Linked DNA regions of Mus musculus: region 2 is linked to region 1. Evidence: chromatin contacts called from public HiChIP or PLAC-seq data. All regions are on one chromosome and are shown on one strand. Each heading gives the region's core, a stretch centred on a gene start, on an enhancer-like site or on the middle of the called end of the contact. The rest is flanking DNA. Distances are from core to core; before and after follow the strand shown.

Evidence for each region. HiChIP or PLAC-seq counts read pairs in DNA pulled down with a chosen protein or histone mark.
Region 2: a contact with region 1 is called in an H3K4me3 HiChIP or PLAC-seq map of embryonic basal ganglia, with 4 times the contacts expected there. The contact joins the promoter of 2610028E06Rik here to the enhancer-like site in region 1. A contact is called at or near these places in 1 of 15 datasets of contacts at CTCF or cohesin (the NIH/3T3 cell line), 1 of 484 Hi-C or Micro-C datasets (embryonic stem cells), 10 of 115 datasets of contacts at active chromatin or transcription factors (differentiating embryonic stem cells, embryonic basal ganglia, embryonic hindbrain and 4 more) and 1 of 9 other capture datasets (embryonic stem cells).

The regions. Positions count from the first base shown.
Region 1 is chr4:125,532,972-125,537,265 of GRCm38.p6, reverse strand. The region is part of intron 1 of Grik3 (glutamate receptor, ionotropic, kainate 3); the gene reads right to left. Among named protein-coding and RNA genes, the nearest start is that of Gm32807, 25 kb to the left of the region's middle. Within about 2 kb of position 2,470, at least 47 of the 459 cell types and tissues checked have an H3K27ac peak or open chromatin away from gene starts, as enhancers often do. A contact at or near this core is called in differentiating embryonic stem cells, embryonic basal ganglia, embryonic stem cells and 2 more, where this site is marked.
Region 2 is chr4:125,919,974-125,924,267 of GRCm38.p6, reverse strand. It overlaps 2610028E06Rik (RIKEN cDNA 2610028E06 gene), which reads left to right and starts at 1,865. Exons shown (of 6, transcript NR_015560.2): 1 at 1,865-2,191; 2 at 2,300-2,395.

The sequences.
Region 1 (4,294 bases), core at 1,221-3,720:
GAAACAGATAAATGACAAGATAATGTGATAAGTACAGTTACCCAGCTACGAACAAAGAGCTGTGAAAACACTTCAGCCCAAGCCTGGAGGAACAAGCGCTTAAGAAAGGCTTGTCAGAGGAGGTGCCATGGAAGCTGAGTCCTGACAAATGGATGGCAGCGTGGAAACCAGGAATAGGAGAGAGCTCATTCCAGCACACCTCAGAGGTGTCCTGTGACAGCCTTACATCCACAGCTAATAACTTTGAGGTTCCAACTAAATCCACTCCAGACATTAAATTCAAACCTCAGACAGTCATTTCAGACCTTGGACTAGGAATAGAGCCGTATAGAAAATAATCACCCAGACCTCTCAAAGACATATCCTTCCCCTAGAACACTAGCAAGTTCGTGTGGGGGTGAGGGGGGCTGTGCTTAACTCAAGCTGGCTGGCTGCTCCTTTGTCCTGTGGAAGAAAGTCTGACAAAGGCTGAACACAACCGAGCATATATCACTTCCCAAGTCAAGCGAGTGGGCTAAGAAGGCAGAGTTCAACATCCCTAAAGTCATCAGATAGGCAGTGCTATGGGTCAACTCCACGGCTGCCAGGCAAAGAAGGTCCTAGAGCAAGAGTTCTCAACTCTTGTGGGTTGCAAACCTCTTTGGAGGTTGAATGACTCTTTCACGGGGATCACCTAAGACCATAGAAAAACCATTTTACGTTCTGGCTCATAACGGTAGCGAAGTTCCAGTTCTGAAGTAGCAACGGAAATAATTTTATGGTTGGGGGTCACCACATGAGGAACTGTATTAAAGGGTTGCAGCTTTAGGAAGGTGAAGAACCACTGCTCTAGAAGCAAAGCTTGAGACAGGGTTTGAGTTCAAGCCATCTGCCTGAGAGCTACTCCAGAGAATACTGATGGAGAAGACGGGGGGGGGGGGGTGTGGGGGGGGGTGGTGTGTGTGAGTCAGAGTGGGAGGGGTGTGGCTGAGCAGATCATCCAGGAAACCCTGGGGACATCATGGTCAGACTCTGAGCTAATCCCGCCAGAAGGCAAAGGAGCAGAGTGTTTGTCCTCCCATTCCGAGCATCACTGGCTTAGGGCTATCCCCTACAGCTTCAGGAATCCAACACCTGTTGCCTGGAAAGGCCCTCAGTTAAGCACCTGCAACAAAATCCTGCCATGATGTAAGTCCCCCCCACAGGCTACAGACAGTGCTCAAACCAAGGTCACCAACTGAAAGGGAGAGTGGTTCCGGGAGGCAGGAGCTATCTTCCTTCCAGCATAAGGATATTCCACTTAAGGATATTCAAAAGAAACCTGAGTAATTAGGAAGGCACAGCTCTGAGAAACGATCAAGAGACAACGCAAGCATACAACCAACTGCGGGATAGAATTCCAGCAGGGGACAAAAGGGTGGCCCTAGGATCCAAAAGGTGAAGGGAAACCAAAAGCCTGTCCCAAGCCCTGTCCCCTTGGGGTCCTAACAACTCTTGGTGGAGGGGCATCAGGTAGGGGGACCTTATGGGACAGGAAAGAGGAACCTGGAAGACCTGTGGAGCACCTAATGACCCTGACCCAGGGCAAACACCAGCCATGGCCTGTACCTAGATAGACATCCATCCGGAGCCTCTCTGTGGGAAGCCTGGAGTCCGCTCAGGGCTGAGCAGGCCCCCGAGTAACTTTCCTCCAGAGCGCGGCAAAGTAAAACTCCTCAAAGTGCCGAGTCACAGGAAACGCCAAGATTCTTCACACACAGAATAATGAGGCAATAAAACTCAACTATAAAGTTAAATAATTTACCATAAATATCTAAAGCTCTCAAATTATTCTCTACATTAACTGCCTATGTTTAAAACGATCTTTGCATTCACTATGTCACAGATGGCGAAAGCAAGACAAGAGAGTCCTTGACAACTCTAACTGCAATTAGCCCTTCCCAGCTGCGGTGATTTAAAGGCCTTTTCAGTTAAGCTGAATGAAACACCCGCGCTTTATAAATAAAGGCTTTACCAGGCCCGACAATGAAGTATTTGAAACGTACAGGCCTGAGCCACTGGGGAGGGGGTGGCAGGGGAAGGCTGTCACCACATCCCCAAAACTGCCTCCCCAGACCCTCAGCCGTGGTCCCTCCCTCCTGCCTCACTCATTTGATTGCATATGCTCTCTACTCCCGCTCAGACTGCAGCCTCCTCCCCTAGGTCGGTCCACACTTCCCAATTCCCACCCAGACGCACACGCATCTCCATTCACATTTCTGTTGCACCAATGTCCTCTACACAGAACCCTATCACACACACACACACACACACACACACACACACACACACACACACACAGAGAGCATATAGCATATAGCTCAGTTGGCTGTACATCTCCAAGGAAGCAAAATGTGCAGGACCATGAAAAATTTTGTACTGTGTAAAGGCCAAATAAGGTCAGACATGTCAGCGTCTGTGGCTGAGTCCGGGTACCCTGGCCTCCTCTCCAGCTGGCCCAGAAGGAGGAGCTCTCTGTGCTGGGAGGAGCTGCCCTTCAACAGCACTTGAGCACCTCAGAGCCTGGCTGTGCATCACAAAGGAGGTCAAGGTTACCCTGATTGCCGCCAAACGTCCCTCCCCGGGGCCTGGCTGGTTAATTGCTTGGAGACTGGTGAGGCCGAAGAAGCTGTCAGCAAAATGGCCCTGTGAATCACATGCTTGGATCACTGGGATCTTCATGTTCATAAGGCTGGGCCCCTCCTGCTGCCAGCCAGCCACGCCCCTAGCACTGGGGGACACAGTCTGGCTAGCAAGGCTCAGCCACCTAGCGTCTTTTTTCTGCCTGGGATGCAGAGACCAGAGTTGGCCATGGCTCGGCCAGGAGTACTCGGGCTCAGTCTTCCTCACCCAGGCATATACGGGCAGAAATAACCATACCCCCTTTATTGAGCAATTACTTTATGTGGCATCCTGGCGCCATGCCCGAGGCCCTTGCAGACATAATCAATGCCCCTGGAACCTCACTAAGAACCTAGGAGCAGATGCTGAGATCTTTATGCCATTTGCAGGTGCGGCAATTCAAGTAACTTGTCAAGGTGTGTGCATTGGGGTGGGGGTGGGGTAGATGTCAATAAGGCAGCAAGCGCCCGCCCGCCCGACTCAGGTGCTGCCTGCTCTTCACAATGCAGCCTCAGAGCCTTACATCTGCCTAATCACCCCTTAAGTCTTTGCCCAGCCCTCCAGCCACCTTCCTTAGAATCCTATTTGAAGCTGGACAGTCAGGATGCCCTCTCTACCCACCCTTACGTCATCCCACTGGCGTCATCCCACTGGATCTTTCGGGGATCTTTGGGGGGGGTGACGCTTTCCCTGCACTACTCCTGGGCTACCCCCTGAGCTCCCCATCATGAGATCTCCCCTTGCCTCCCTTCCATCCTGGAAGGGCCAGTGCCCCTGCATCAGATCCAGCAAAGGATTCCTGGTAGAAGCCAGTTCCATAACCAGTTCAAGCCAGTGGGAAGACCAGGGAGCAGTGCTGGAGGGGCAGCTGGACTCCCAAGGATGAAGCCCAGGCAAACTCTCGTGAATGTGCTCAGATATCTGAGTTCCAAGGAGATGCCTGGGCTGGGACCCAACTCACAGAAAGGAAGAAAACAAAATGCCTTCCATCTCTGATGGATGGAGGAGCTGGAGGATCTTGGAGACGGGGTAGGAGGCACGGCATGGGCACATCAAAAGTGATCCAACAACCGAGGCAACTAGGCATCTGGGCACTGAGTAGGGCCCCTGCGTGAGTGACAGCCAGAGTTGCAGGGCCTGGGGAGGTGGCCCTGGGGGTGGGGCCACCTGCCAGTCTCAGAGAAGGAGGTGCACTTCCAAGGCCAGCCCTAGCTGGTGCCACTTGAGCCTCTTGGAAAGAGTCATAGGTCACAGATATCTGTAAGGAAAGGGACCTTGGACCTAGGGAGGAACTGCTTGCTACCTTTCACTCCCTTGCTGAGTTTGGGAACCTAAGGACAAAGATCGCAGATGGAATACGGAGGGAGAAGGCAGGACTTCAGTGAGCCAGGCCTGAGAGGAGAGTGTTATGAACGAACAGAGTCTCCAGTGGCTATGTGGGCAAGCTGGGCTTTCTCCTGAGGGCCAAACAGAAAGCACCACCCAGCCCTGTGAGCCAGGCGACAGAGGATGGGTAGAATAGTCTTCTAGGAGATGGAGAAAGATGGGGACAGCACTGAGCTCCTGGTGATGGGAGAGGCTAGGGGTGAAGGGTCACAGCGCGAAGTGAGGCAGAGGCACTTGCCCCATGGAAGGCATAGGATGAGGGAGTACC
Region 2 (4,294 bases), core at 616-3,115, 390 kb before region 1:
TTAGTCAAGGTTTCTCATGGTTACGTAGACATTTGAAATGCCTTTAAGGAGCCCCGGGACTCAATGGAAGGAAAATTCACAAATCTGGATTCTGTATGTTTCTAAATCTGCTAGATTGTTGTTGTTGTTGTTGTTGTTTTTGTTTGTTTGTTTTTTTGAGACAGGGTTTCTCTGTGTAGCCCTGGCTGTCCTGGAACTCACTCTGTAGACCAGGCTGGCCTCAAACTCAGAAATCCGCCTGCCTCTGCCTCCCGAGTGCTGGGATTAAAGGTGTGCACCACCACTGCCCGGCTTTTTTTTTTTTTTTTAACTTTTTTTTTTTAATCTGCTAGATATTTGGGGTCCTGGATTGTTGGCCATCTTTCTACTGTGAGCATCAAGTAAGAAGGGAAGGGGAACCTACCCTTTACTTTCAGGAGGGGCAGTTAGGCAAAGGTCAGACTCTGAGCTGGAGAACTATGCTTTTGGGTGTGCCTCACTCCAGCCGAGTCTGCTTCATGTTTGTCCTGGGTTGCAGTGAGAGCCAGCCTACGAGGGTGACCCTTCCCTCTGCATTATGAGGAAAAGGCTCGGGGTTCTCAGCCTCTAGCTGTCTGTGTCCACGGGAGGACAACCGATTTACTCCTTCCTGAAAACAGTGTCCTCAGCCCTAGGACAGAGACAACGGCATTGTGACCCTTTGTGTTGTGTTGGAAGACCCAGTGAGGTGAGAGGCTTGCAGGTGACGGATGAGGCTTGAGGCTCCAGTGTTCCCTATGCACTGCTCCTTAACTTCCTACGTTCATTTTTTATTCAACAAATGTCGATGTGAAACCCTGGGCCCTGGCTGGTTGCCAAGGATACGCACTGGCTGGGAGGGCTGCTGGGTGTGAAGGGCAGGGCTGCATGGGATGCTCAGATTTTCCGTTCACATGGATGGGATGCTGTGTTGGCTGCAGCGCTTTCTCCTCAAGGAGATTATAGCAGCTACTGGTTTCTATGGTCTGTCTGTCTGTCTATCTGTCTGTCTATCTATCTATCTATCTATCTATCTATCTACAAGAAGTTATCTTTTAAGAAAGAATGATGAATGATTACCAGGGCTGGGGACTTGCTGCTATAGGGGACTGTCTTAACTCCTGATAGCCCCATGACTCTAATCACACCTACTGGGCAGCTGGAATGATGGAGCAGTTGATCCGGGATGCTCCAGTTGCCACTGCGTTTCTGTGAATTCTAACACACAGGGAAGAAGAAAATGGGCCTTGAGGAATTGGATGGCACTTGACTTTACCTTTTATTCCTCCCCGCCACACAGTTTCAACACATATATTTGTATACTATGGCTAGAAGTAAACTTTCTCATTGTACAGAAAGGGAAACTGAGGCCCTCAGAGGGCTAGGCTTTATTAGAGTCTTTCAGCTAGATAGTAGCAGAGCTGGTGTCTACATTTGGGTCCCTGGACCTTGTCCTTGTCTGCATCTGGCAAACTGGAGCATCATTTGGCCGTGCGAGACATCTTCCCCATCCTTTGCAATCAACACTCTGAGCCTTTGCTTCCCTGAGGTCAGGGCTAGGGTGGGCTGATCTCCACTAGGCTGGGCTGAGGTGGGGGTGTACGGTGGGATGCAGGGAAGAAACGGTTCACTTCAGAGGCACTCCCTAGTTCAGATGTATCTTCTAACTTCCTCAAGTTTCAGGCCACACAATTAAGGCCTTGCTAATAAGCCATCAGTCTTTGTCCCACAAAGAGCTCGGCAGGCCTCCCTCCTCCTTTGGGAGGGGATCAATGCCTTATCTCAGCTGGGCCTCTGTGCTGGGAAGGAGGGAAATGAAAGCACTTAATTAAGGCGCAGAGGAGCGGAGAGGGAACCAGGCCACGCCAGACGCATCATCTCTGGGTCCTGGTATTCATCCCCTTCCCGCCCAGCCCCGCCCCTGAAGACAGCATGCAGCTGCAGATTCCAGGGAGACTGCTGCTTAGGGGGGCCTACTGAAGCCATAGCCCTGTGTGAGGAACTCAGGATGAGAAGGTGAAGATCAGAGACTCTCAGAGCCCACCTACAGCTTGTCCCCACGAAACCCACCCGACTTTTCCCTGCCTAGTCCACTCCACCACCGATTGGGTCTGGCCCTGGCTGTGGGCAGCGAACTGGAATCTCGAGCTGAGGGAACTCTGCCATCCCGGGCATGGATTTCGTGTTCTTTCAGGTAAGAAAAGCTTTCTTGGCCTCATTTTCCTCTTGTGAATGGAATGCTTCTTCATGCTTCAGCAGGGAAGGGGCTGTGTGTGCTCAGCCATCCACAATTCCTCTCTAGGTCTTGGATATAAAATGCTTTCCGGAGGCCCCGTGCTTGAGCACATGATCACCAGCGGGTGGCGCTGTTTTTTCGAGGCTGTGAACCATACAAAAGGTAGGGTCTTGCCTGGAGCGGCGATGAAAACCTTACCTCCTAGAACTTTGCAAAGTTGGAAGACTCAGTTACCAGAAAGAACCCTCTAGCCTGTGTGAATTCTCCCTCTCTTACGCGAGTCTCTGTCCTCTGTGGGCCTGCCTGGTGCCTTCAGAGACCCCGCTGCCTCTGACCTTGGAGAATCCCTACCACTGGGGCTCCTGTTTAACTCTAGCCTTTCACATCCATCCCTTGGACAGCAGGGGGCACCTTCTTAGTTCTGCGACTACCACAGGGCCTGCCTGCATTGCGGAGGGCAGATAATAGAGGATCCATAGAAATCTCGTTCCGCTTCCCTCGCTCTGGCTGCTGCGTCCCATCCTCCCAAGCAATTTCAGCGCAGCAGGAGCGCAGGTTGGAAGGCATTTTTTGTGCAATGGTCACACCCAGCATTGCCCTGCTTCTTTACCACCCAAGGGGACAGGAGTAGAGGGACGGAACAGGATCTCTTCCTTTAAGCACGCTAGGCAAGTGCTCTGCCACTGAGCCACATCCTCAGCTGGATAGCTTGAAATCAACTTGGGTAAGAATATTCACACCAGGGCCTTTGGCAAGTGCTATAGATGACTACTCACTGTCGCATCTGTTTTCCAGCACACCACTGAAGTGGGCAACACTCACCCTGTGGGCATCCTTTATTGAGGGGCTCAGACACTGCTGGGTATGAGCCAGGTGGTGACACTCATCCTGCCGGTGATCCTTTGTTGAAGAACTCAGGCACCACTGGGTAAACTGTCTTCCTTTCTGGTCCCTAGTTGACAAGGACATTTTCCTTCTCCGTGGCATGGCCAGGCCTCTGTTCGCACAGTGATGGCTAGCCAGTGGATACATCCTTGTATTGGATTTCTGTCTTCTCCAGTTTATTTGCTCTAGCCACAATGCTTATTTCTATAGACACATACTCTCCATAGACCGTCTTTTTGCAAGCTATTCTCCCAGCGCAATCTTGGACTCTCCCCTTAAGTACAGGCTATGTCTGTTTCCCCTGCCCAGAGTGAACCCTTTCTGTGCTTTTGTTCTTTAAATTTTTCTAGTCCTGTGTCCAGGTGGGACTGTACAGAGTCTCCCCCTAGCAACAACTCCGATTTTCTTTCGAGCACCTTCAGTGGGTGTGTGGAAAGGATTTAAAAATAGTCCGTTGATTTAGGGGGTAAAAGGAACGTTTTTGCGGTCTGAGTCTCACCTGTAAGTCTGGCCTGATACGCTCACTGCTTCCCTCTCTGGCTGATTTAGTTTCCATTTGCGAGTGTAACCACCACCTGTGTTGCCTCCTGTGAACTGTGTTTCTCTCGCCATTCCCCAGTCACAGCTGCCCAGGAACCTTAGCACCCAGTCCCGGGCCGTTGATCCTCCAGTCGTCTCGGCAGCTCTTTCCGGAACATGTGTTATACGTCTTCATTCCTGGCTTCTAACTCAAAGCTGCTCAAACTGTGCTCACTGACATATGATCTGTGACTCAGTTTCCTGTTTTCAGTGGATGGATTAATTGCGTGGATTGTAATTACATGAGCGGGTTTGGTGACAGCTGGAAAGATTTCTAGTTAACCGGGTCGTGGACAGTAGCTATGGAGGGCCAGTGCTTGTTGCTTTGAGGTAGTTAGATTGAAAAAAAAAATCAGGTTGAACAGAGGGCAGTGTTCTCTCTGTCCCTTTCCTAAAGAACAGCAGGATCAGAGGGCTTAGCAGGGACAACTATTTATTAATCAGATGATCTTAGAGAGACTACATTATTCAGGAGCAAGCGCTGGCAGAAGAGGAAGCCAGAGAGGTTTGAAGAGGGTGAGTGACTCAGTGATGCTCCATGGCTGACTTTGAATATGGAAGAGGCCGTGGACCAGGGAATAGGGCTGGCCTTCAAAG